2 separate regions of the Rattus norvegicus genome follow, and region 1 is linked to region 2. Evidence: chromatin contacts called from public Hi-C data. All regions are on one chromosome and are shown on one strand. Each heading gives the region's core, a stretch centred on a gene start, on an enhancer-like site or on the middle of the called end of the contact. The rest is flanking DNA. Distances are from core to core; before and after follow the strand shown.

What was found. A called contact is a pair of places that touch in the nucleus more often than the background predicts.
Region 1: a Hi-C map of liver shows a contact between it and region 2, with 2.4 times the contacts expected there. The contact joins the promoter of Kdm6b here to the promoter of Hes7 in region 2. A contact is called at or near these places in 1 of 12 Hi-C or Micro-C datasets (liver) and 1 of 1 datasets of contacts at active chromatin or transcription factors (oligodendrocytes).

Annotation. Positions count from the first base shown.
Region 1 is chr10:54,637,131-54,642,300 of GRCr8, forward strand. Kdm6b (lysine demethylase 6B) reads right to left here and starts at 3,884. Exons shown (of 24, transcript NM_001401950.1): 1 at 3,731-3,884. Dnah2 (dynein, axonemal, heavy chain 2) reads right to left here. Exons shown (of 88, transcript NM_001100676.1): 86 at 5,076-5,150; 87 at 4,782-4,932; 88 at 4,320-4,658. The coding sequence ends at 4,504.
Region 2 is chr10:54,319,877-54,324,724 of GRCr8, forward strand. Hes7 (hes family bHLH transcription factor 7) reads left to right here and starts at 3,095. Exons shown (of 5, transcript NM_001401553.2): 1 at 3,095-3,230; 2 at 3,574-3,640. It overlaps Trnag-gcc2 (transfer RNA glycine (anticodon GCC) 2), which reads right to left and starts at 2,996; the gene lies at 2,926-2,996. It overlaps LOC103693354 (a long non-coding RNA gene), which reads right to left. Exons shown (of 3, transcript XR_005490654.2): 2 at 4,478-4,848; 3 at 2,837-4,107.

The DNA of each region.
Region 1 (5,170 bases), core at 2,634-5,133, 320 kb after region 2:
CCTTTTACACACCCCTTTAGCCTAGCCATGTCCCCGCTAGGGAAACTGTGGAGTCCCTTTGCAAAATGAAAGGCTCCAGAGAGCAACATGGGAGGGAACCAGAGTATCGCTTGAAAATCACAAGCCACAACGTAATTATTTTAACAGCCAAAGGAATATAGTCTTAGCTATTTTTTTAGGAGGGGAAAAATAAGCCTAAAGAAAGCAGTCCAAATCTGACTAAAGCCCACATCAAATAAGGTACATAAAGTAGTCGAGGCTAATCCCTGACACCCCACACAAAACACACACTCCAGGTAGCAAAATTCCCCCACTCTTTACCCAATCCCTAGCGAGGGCTACTTTAGAACAGGTCCACCCACTATAATAACTAACACCATTTAATAACACGTATTTCGTGACACTCATTCGGTATTAATTTTATACCGACCACTGTGCTAACTGCTTTGCATAAATTATTTCACTACCCCTCCCATCAGCTAGAAGGTAAGTATTGATATTTAAATGTCCCAGATTAAGGATAGGAGGTTCTGAGAGGTTGTGACTTTTCAGAGTCCCACTGAGTGGCAGAGCTAGGATTAGAATTCAGGTTTGAGCTGACAGTCCAAATTCTGAGGCACATGAAAGGAGACTCTAATACGATCACCAACTCCAAGATTGAACAGAGGGCAGCCATAACTATCGCCGAATTTCTCTCCTCAAAGTGGGCAATACCAGAAGCCATCTACCTACCTACACAGATAAAGACCTTGACTTTTCTACCTAACTCTGTTTCCTCGGTTTGGTGAGGCTCCAAATGAACTGGTGCGAATACCCACATACAGCTCTACTCTTAGGGGCAGCTGTCTTGCAACTACACCCACTTCAACTCAAGATGGGAAAGGGGCAACATGACACTGGGCCATGCAGCAGGTGGGAAAGTAAAAAGACTTCCCGGAGATTCTTCCTAGGGCGAGAGGGAGGGAGTACGGGGGTTGGGGTGGGGGTAGTAGTAGGGACTGGAGAGGAAGTTTTTCATGGCAATCTAGGAAGAAGAGAAAAAAAAGACCGAGACTTCTCTCAAGCCAGCAAAGGGGCAAAGTCTTTCACGCCACACCACACCCGCGCCCCTCCCCCTCACTAAACTCCAGGCCAGGGTTTCCCACCTGCAGGATGCTAATGCCAAGGGAAAGGAAAGGAGAAAGAGATGGCACGGGACTGGAACGGGACTTCGGGCAGAGGTGGGAGGGGATGGAAACGGGAGGAGATCGCATTGCCTGGCAACCGTCCCGGGGCACGTGCACTGGTGACATCATCCCAGGCCACCTAGAACACAGACCTTTGACTCCTACCAGGGCGAAGAAGCTGCTGTCTGGCTACGTTTCCTGAGAAAATAGCTTTAAGAATTCTAGAACCCAAAAAGGAGACGAAGGAGGGAACCCAGGCGTCCTGCCTTATCTCTATTAACCCCAGCAGAACTAATCCTAGGGAATCCGGTCATTCGCCTGCCTCCTCCTCTCAGCCTCCAGCCTTGACCTCCCAACCCACATTTCTGACTGTCCCGACACGCCCCTCGGAAATACTGTGCCTTCTTTCTTCTGGGCTTGATCCCTGGTTAGGGGAGGGAGACTAAGGACCGGGCACCAACCAAGTCCCGCGGGACTCCGTCTGCTATCTGCAGGATCCCTTGTGCCCCAGCTGGCCGCCAGCCGGAATCTGTCTGGGTCCCCAACTCTCCCGCCCCTCCCGCGCTGTTCCAGGGCGGAGTCTGTGGAGTTGAAATCAGGACACGCCGAGAGGAAGAGTTATATAACCCTCTGGAGAAGCAGAGAAGGACGAGTGGAGACGGGGACAGACAGCCCGAAAGGAGCCAAGGGAGGTGTAAAGAACGCCAGAGCGTGCTACAAGGAAATGTTAAGGAAGGGAAGGGAAAGGTTTAGTTTGCCTATCAAAAAGCATAAAGGGCATAATGACCCTCTGGCCAAGAAGGTCCTGGGCCTCAAGGGGCTTCTTACAGTGTCCTGCCGGGTCACAAACTGCAGCTAGGTCTGGGTGGGTTAAGCCTTAGGAAGGGGCGCTTGTACCCACTCCCTTTCTTTTGTGGAAACAACCTAAGCTAGAGCTCGGGAAAGCCGCTACTGAGCCTAGGGGGCCCGGAAACCACAGCTCCGCCCAGCCCACCTGGGAGCTTGGGGCGCCAGCTGGGGGTGGCAGTGGGGAACACTGTTAGCGGGCCTTCCCTTGAGAGGCTGACATTAACAGTCGACTCCCGGTTAAAGAGCCCTAACCCACCCAGACGTCTGGGCCCACAGGGGTTGAGAAACACAACCTTGGACTAGTTTGCAAACACAGACTGACGACCTGAGGCAAGGGGGGGGGGGGGCTTGCGAAGACTCGCCGCGCAGGCGCAAGAGACTGTCTGTGCCTGGGCGGTGGAAGGGGTTGTACAGGGAGTGAAGCGTGTGGGAGTGCACGTGCGGATCCTGGGTAGCCACCGCCTCCCCCCCCCCCCACCTCCTCCCTTCCCCTTTATTCAGTCTCTCTATAATGACAGCTTCCCATTGGTCACTAGGGCCCTGACGTAGTCGACGTCCGCTAAAGCGGATTGGACTGGAGTGAGTGAGTTTGGGAATCTGGAGGTGGACGTTCGTTGGCCTGTTACTCTGGCAACTGGGCAAACAACCCTTGCGAGCAACGGAGATCCGACCCGCTTTAATCTGAACGACCACTGGGTCCATTCCTATCGCACCTCAGTTACTTCTTTTCTCTCGGAGTTCACATCGCCCGGAACTAGGTGTTCTGTCTTCGACCTTCCCCACACTCTAGCTCCCCCACCCCAAGACACACTCACAGGCCGCAACAAGTCAGAAACGAATCTACAGTTTAGTGACCACCTCAACCCACATGCCACTTCACCAGTGTTTATTCTAGGCCGAAAAAACATAGTGTCTAGCCCTGTCCCTAGCTTCTGCTCTTTACCCATATGCTTACAATTTCCCGGGACAGGGGCGGGTGCCAGACAGATGACAGGGAATCAAAGGAACCTCACCGAACCTTTCTCAGGGGTACGTGTCACAGCTATATCCCCCAAGACGCATGACCCTCAGCTCTGCTGGGCGTCTCATCCTCGCCATCTCGTGGCTACGTGGGAGAAAGGGCCAGAACCCAGTGAAGGCTAAGGATCTGAAGACGGAAAAGTGAGGAGGGCACCGGGGACTAGGGGAACGAATCAGGCGAGGCGGAAAGCAGAAGGTGCGGTGGAGTGGGGTGAGACGGAAAAGCTACCGCTCCTGGAGAGATGGTGAAAGTCAAGAATACATACACGTCTCCCCGGGGGAAAGAGCTGAAGGAAGCCTTCAAGTGGGCCTGTAACTGGAGGCTCACTTTGCCTGATCAATTTTGACCTCTGTGAGCCAGCCCCTAGGCTTAGAGCTATCCGCAAACTGACCTTATAGTCTTGTTCCTCAGGACTGCTAAGCCCCGCCCTAGTGTCAACTCCCCATCCCAAGCGGGACTGGGATTACTTTTAGGCCCTCTTGACCTTTAGAGCCAAGACCACACTTTTTCCACTACCTTTACCTTGTTCGCTTTTGGAGGACTTGGATGTCCTGCGTCCCCACTTTGCCATTGCTTTTCACAAGACTCAAATGCCCATCCCTAGCCCGACCTCTCTAGAGTCTGACGTCCCGCCCCTCCCCCTTGCAAGGAGATGGTCTCCCTCTTTCCAAAAGTCCTTGAGACTCCCCATTACCTGGTTCTGGGGGTCCCAGATATTCAAGATCTTCAAGGCCTCTTGGGGGTCGAGCGGCCCCCCCTCTCCCAGAGAGGGGTTGGGGGGGCCACTCTACCCCGTGGCGCAGTTTGATTTTCCAACACAAACACCCGCACCCGCCCCCCTTCCACAGCCCCGCCCCCGATTCGTGGTCCCGCCCCTCGGCGCTGAAGTCCCTCTCTCCGGCTCCGCCCTGTCCTCGGTCCCGCTCCCCTCAGCTGTAGTTTCAGATAAGAATTCCGGGTAAGGATTGCGAGGCTTAATGAGGGTGCAGTGTATGGAGCCCATCCTGGACCCTTACCTGACAAATCTCTATTCCATTTGGATCCCGCGCCCTTCCAAAGCAAGCCCCGCCCCGCCTGCTCAAATCCTTTCCTGGAGTCACACCTCCTTTAGGCCTGGCTGGCAAGTAGTTCAAGGCCACGCCTCCTCTAGAGGCCACCCCACTTCCCCCTTTCAGTTCTGGCTGTAGCTGCTCCTTTCCAGTATTAAGTCCCAGCTTCCCTCCCTCCCTCCCGTTTCCCCCACCCCGCAACACACACTAAAACATCATTAAGAGACTTGGGGCTTGGTTTTGCACGTATTTTACTGCGCTGAGCTCCAAAATAAGTCTTCCACCTATACCGCTAGCGCTACTAGGTACCGCCAGGGAGTCGTTATATGCTGGATTCAGCTAAGATCAAAGCCTGAGATCCAGCTTTAGTTCAAGGTCCTGGGTCTTCCGACCCTCTGGAACAGGACAGAATGGTCCATCAGTTGTCCAGGCTCATCAGCAGAGCAGTGCCCCTCTTAATCCAGTGGTCAGATGTCATGGCTCCAGATCGGAGATCGATGCCTATGACAAAGGAGGCTCGGTCTGCGCTGCCTGCCCGGTTGGGGTAATAATAGCACGGACAGGAATACATGCCTGGGGGAGAAGAGAAGAAATCAGATTCGGAAGCCTGGAAGATGAGAGCAGGGACATTTGAGGACTGAGCAGAGAGGATGGGTTAGTATCCAAACAAGAGATGGGGAGGGGACAGTTTCCCACCCTTGGCACTTTTCTTTCGGCTCTCTGCTGGACGGAAGTGGATGGTGGGCATGAGGCAGACCAACTGCATGGGCTCTGCCTCCACTAAACAAGAGTTCTTCCGGTCCCAGCCAGCACCCTCCAGGTACAGGCCCCGAACCCAGACGCCGTCCTGGAGAGAGATTGAGACCGAGTTGGGGAAAAGATCCTAAGTTGACAATACTTTTGACCTAACTCCTCTATCCTCCACTTCTTCCCGACTAGCTTCCCATTTTTGCTTCCATTTCCCTCCTCATCCCGAGCTTGTCCTCCCACCTTGGGTGGGTACACCAGGTTGCTGTCGTCCACGGTGGAAACTATAAACTCCCAAGAAAGGCTGTCCACTGAAATCTGTGGATTGAAGGCAACAA
Region 2 (4,848 bases), core at 1,845-4,344:
ATGAGAAGCTTGAAAGGCAGACCTGAGGAGATGTCCCAGTGGGAGGGGGAAGTTAAGCGCACCACCAGCTGTTCCTAATCTTTCTTCACAGTCTGCATCGCCAGATGTGGCCATGTGCAGCCCTCCCGTGCACTTCAGTGAAGCCACCACAGAGAGAGTGTAGGGAGACATAGATGCCTGTACACAACCAGAACATGTCCTCTCTGGAAAGAGGCTGTGACCTTCATAGAGACCTACTCACACCCTCAAACAAAGGTACCACAGTGACCTCTTCACAGATCACATCTGCACCAGAGCAAAGAACTGGAGTCAAATTACCCAGCTCTCAACTAGTCTCACTGGAGGGTAACCTTAGGATTTGAGGGCCTGAAAAGTACATAGCTTTTGTTTTTATTTTTGGTTTTTCAAGGCGGGGTTTCTCTGTCACCCTGACTGTTCTGGAACTCATAGAGATGCTCCTGCTTCTGCCTCCCAAGTGATGGGATTAAAGGCATGCGCTGCCACTGCCCAGTGTGCATAAATATAAAACTAGGCATAAGTAATATTTAGAACAAAGATATATTTAGAACAAAAGAAAAAATACAAGACTAGGCAATAAGAAGTAATATTTAGAACAAAGCAAAGAGTGTAATGGTTTACATCTTTGAAAAATTGACACTGGGCAGTGGTGGTGCACGCTTTTAGTCCCAGCACTCCGGAAGGCAGAGGCAGGCAGACTCTGAGTTTGAGGCCAGCCTGGTCTACAGAGCAAGTTCCAAGACAACCAGGGCTACACAGAGAAACTGCCTCGAAAAAGTAATATTAAAAATAGAAGCTGACAAATAGAGGGGGGAAACTCTGGGTTCAATCCTCAATACTGGGAGATAAGATTCTGACAAGCCGTCAGGGACATAAAACAACAAGAAAAGCAAGACCCTGTCTCAAAAATAGGTACATGGTGATCGTAATGATAACTGATATCCAATAAGTCTAACGCTGACAAATGCCAGAAAAGCAACTAACTCCCGGCAGACCTCTACAATGGTCTCTACAGACTGCCTACCTACTTTGTATATTTCTTTTTCTCGGTGTATATGAGCAATTTACAGAATTCTATAGGCCCTACGAACACCTTGTTGGAACTTTCCCCAGACTATTTTCCGGGTCCTTCAACTGCATTAGCTTCATGGTGAATCAGCCTTGCACTTGAAATTCTTGTGCCCTCTCCACCCCCCAAGGCTTTCAGCCTGCTGGGAAAGCCTATTTTCTTAAATCAGTAGGTTTGTTTATCTAGCTTCTTCAAAACGAGCATTTCGCATAGTTCTCATCAAATGGCCTGTAGCACTTCTGATGCCCGTGGGAATAACCTGGATCTGGGGCGGGGCTGGAGATGGGTGAGTTGATGTCAGATGGGGGTGTGTGGAATCAGCTTCAGTAGCAGGGGAGACCCCTTTCCCGTCGAGAGCTTGGGAGATGGAGAGCATGATGTGGGAAAGTGGGGCTCTCTAATTGCTGCACTTTCTTAGAGAACAAATGGCTCAAACCAGGATGCTAACTGGAAAGTAGACTTTGTTGCCACGGCTGGCCTTGAACTCTTCACTACACTTAGATTAATCCCCAAGCTTCCAAAATCCTGTGAGCACAGGACTTGTTCATTTTGCTTGGACTCACGGTTGACCATGCTGAGATACTGTCACCACCGTGAGGTTGCTTCTGACTACTTCAACCAAACTAGTACTTCACTGTCACATCTTTGCAATTATCCTTACAACCATGTGAAATTATCCTATTCAATTTTCTGCCTTCTTGGATGTTTCCTGTCCCCCACACCACCATCCCTGCCAATAATGTACGTTGCAGGAGAGCCTCTGAGCCAGTGTAACCAACCCGAAAGCCTAACAAGAGAGGTCACATGGCAGGCACACACAGATTTAGGCTGAATGGGTAAATGTACCAGTTGGGCTCACAGAGATGCCAAGACTGTTTACTTTTCTCTTAGGGCCACGGCCCCTGCTTGGAGCCGAGAAGGGGAGAGTTGTCACTGACACATTCCGAGACCGTGCTGAAACTTAGAGGACACAGCCCAGAGAAGAGAGGAAGGCTTAAACCGGAATTCAGACTGTGCGAGCCTGAGAAGGCCAGAAGGAGGGGCGCAGAGGGTGGCGGAGAGCTCAGGAGGGGAGCGGAAAGCCCGCGCAGGGCGTCAGGGCCCCCGGGTCGCTCACAAGTGGTCCCGGCAGGTGGCCGTGCCGGGTCCCGCCCTTCCCGGGCGCGGCGCGTGCGGGATCAAAGCTGCCGGCAAGGGGCGGGCCAGGGAGCTGCAGGGAACTGGGGGTGCGAGCGTGGGAGCGCAGGGTCGCCGGAGGCGACAGGGACCAGGAAAGAGGACGAAATAACGGGGAGAGGCCCAGAGAGGGAGCAGCAGAGGAACGTGAGACTCAGAAGCCGGAAAGAACTCCCTAGACCCGGAGAGACCCCAACAGAAGTCGCCGAGAGATCTGAAGAAACTATCAGAGAGATGGAGTTTCTGAGAAGTGCTCAGGGACCTGAAAAAAGCGGAAAACTGAAATGCCACGATTGGACCTGGGGAAAAGGTGCTTCAGCGAACAGAGAATGAAAGGGAGAAAGGAACAGGGAAAGAAAGACCAGGAAGTCCTGGTCTTCCCCTGATGAGGAAGGAGAGGACCCCTGGACAGGGATACCAGTTCCCTGTCCTTTCTCAAGGTGGCGCCTCTGGAGGTGCGGACAATGATGTGTGTCGAGGCCCCCAGGGTTAAGGGTAGGTTGTGAGGACCTGAGGAGTCACTGACTTCTGGAACGTCCAAGCCGGCCACAGAATCAAAACACTACATTTTAGTTTTGGTTGAAATCTTTAAAAAAGAAAACTTGCTTGATGTGCCGTCAATTTTATTTTCCCCTAGTTGGGGAGGAATAAAAGGCAGCATATGCATTGGCCGGGAATCGAACCCGGGCCTCCCGCGTGGCAGGCGAGAATTCTACCACTGAACCACCAATGCAGATGAGTTACCGCTTCGTAACAAGCCTATGTGAACCGGTCAGAGGCAGAGTCGATCTTGCGCTTACTTTTAGGTGTGGGAAAAGGTTGTACAGAATGATTGAGGTGGGTGGAGCGCCAGGCCATTCTTTCTCTTCGTCGGATCCGGCCACCGGGCCATAAAGTCATTCCATATGGCCAGGGGCGGCCCCACACCCGGGTGCAAACTGCCTCAGGCCCCGAGCCTCACGTGCAGGTGAGAAAAACTCAACCCCAATCCTGGTTCCCAAGGAGGGGGGCGGTGGGGCCTACTGGGGCCACACATCTGTGCTCCCATTTGGCTGAAGCAGAGGAAGGTGGGATGTACTGAGGGCCCTAACCCAAATGGGAGCCCCTTTCTCAAGTACCGGGCCCCTCCTGCTCTGCCTTTGGCAAGTCAGCCTCTGGTAGAAAAACCTCTCAGGATGTGGAGGGCCTCTGGGAGGAGGCTCTACTCTCTGACGCCACAGCTACCTTCTGGCTCGGTTTGTAGCCCCGTCTTTATTACGTCTTTCCCCCCTGTCTTCATGTCACGTTAAATTTCGGTTTTACCTTCTCAGGCACTTCGTCCTGAAGTCTCCAGGTGTTGACATATCCTTCTGCAGAGGGTCATGCTTTTGGTTTGAGGTGGGTGCGGATCCCCTTTTGCAACCAACCCTTTCTTGTCCCTTTAGCAAATCTCACGTCTCTCTGCTCCCCTACACTCACTAGAGGCCTCCAGAAGCAAGTAACTCTGGTGCACCCGTATGAGGTTTTCCTGCCAGCTATGCCAGCTATCCTGAATTTAGTTTTAAACCAAAGTCTTGTAAATGGAAAGATTTTTTCACTTTTACTTATACTTTAAAGACTTTTTTTTCTACAAGTATCCTTTATCCTCCCTTAGTCCATCCATCCTTAAGAAAATCTGTTCCAGGGGACTCAAGTCACTCTCTTCTACAGTATCTTTAGAATCCGTTTGGCGGCAGATTCTTATTAGTCTGCAGGGCTAAGTACTGGAGTTATTGTGGGGATTGAGCAGAAGGGACAGGTACAACGGCGTCTTTTCCCACAGCCAGCCAGTAGAATCCGGCAGATCTGCTCTGCACCTTTAGGGGCTGGGAGAAGATTATGATATTCAGCCTGGAGGCTGAAGCGTGCTAACACTTCAGTGTTGGTGGGGTTATAGTGAACCTCCAAGAAATCTACTAGTCTAGGAGATTCCCAAATTTTATGCCTAAGTGAGTTCGGCCCAGTTCACTTAGACTCCCTTCCCCTGATATTCTCCTCCCTCCAGTTGGGTCCCGCCTTATACAGCTTTATGGTCCTTAAAGCAGCCTGTGGTCCCTTCCTCCCCTCACTTCCCACACTTGGGGCTAATTCCTCCCCTTCCCCTCCCCCCTGCCTTTCCGGGAGCCTCGTGCCGGGGGTCCTTGTCCTGGGCATCCAGGAGCTGAAGGGGGCGGGGCCGGGCCCTAGCCCTCCTACCCTGCAGCGGCGGGATATAAGGATCTAGGCAGCACGCGCTGGGTCCACCGAAGGGTCTGGAGGAGCAATGGTCACCCGGGAGCGAGCTGAGAATAGGGACGGTCCCAAGGTGAGAGGTGGGAAGGGAGGAAGATAGGGCCCCTGTTCTGGCCAGAGGACTCAAAGGTTCTAAGGACCGAGGTGCTCGTGCGACCCAAAGAACCTGTAAAGTATAAAGAGGACAGGGTCAGAGCCGAACTTGGGCGGGCCGAGGTCTAGGAGTTTGCATTATTGTGGGCTGCGGCTTGTGGCCTGGAAAGTGCCAGAATTTGGGCATCGTGGCCTATTCTAGGGCTCGGGAAGCTGAGGCAGGTGGATTATCGCAAGTTCGA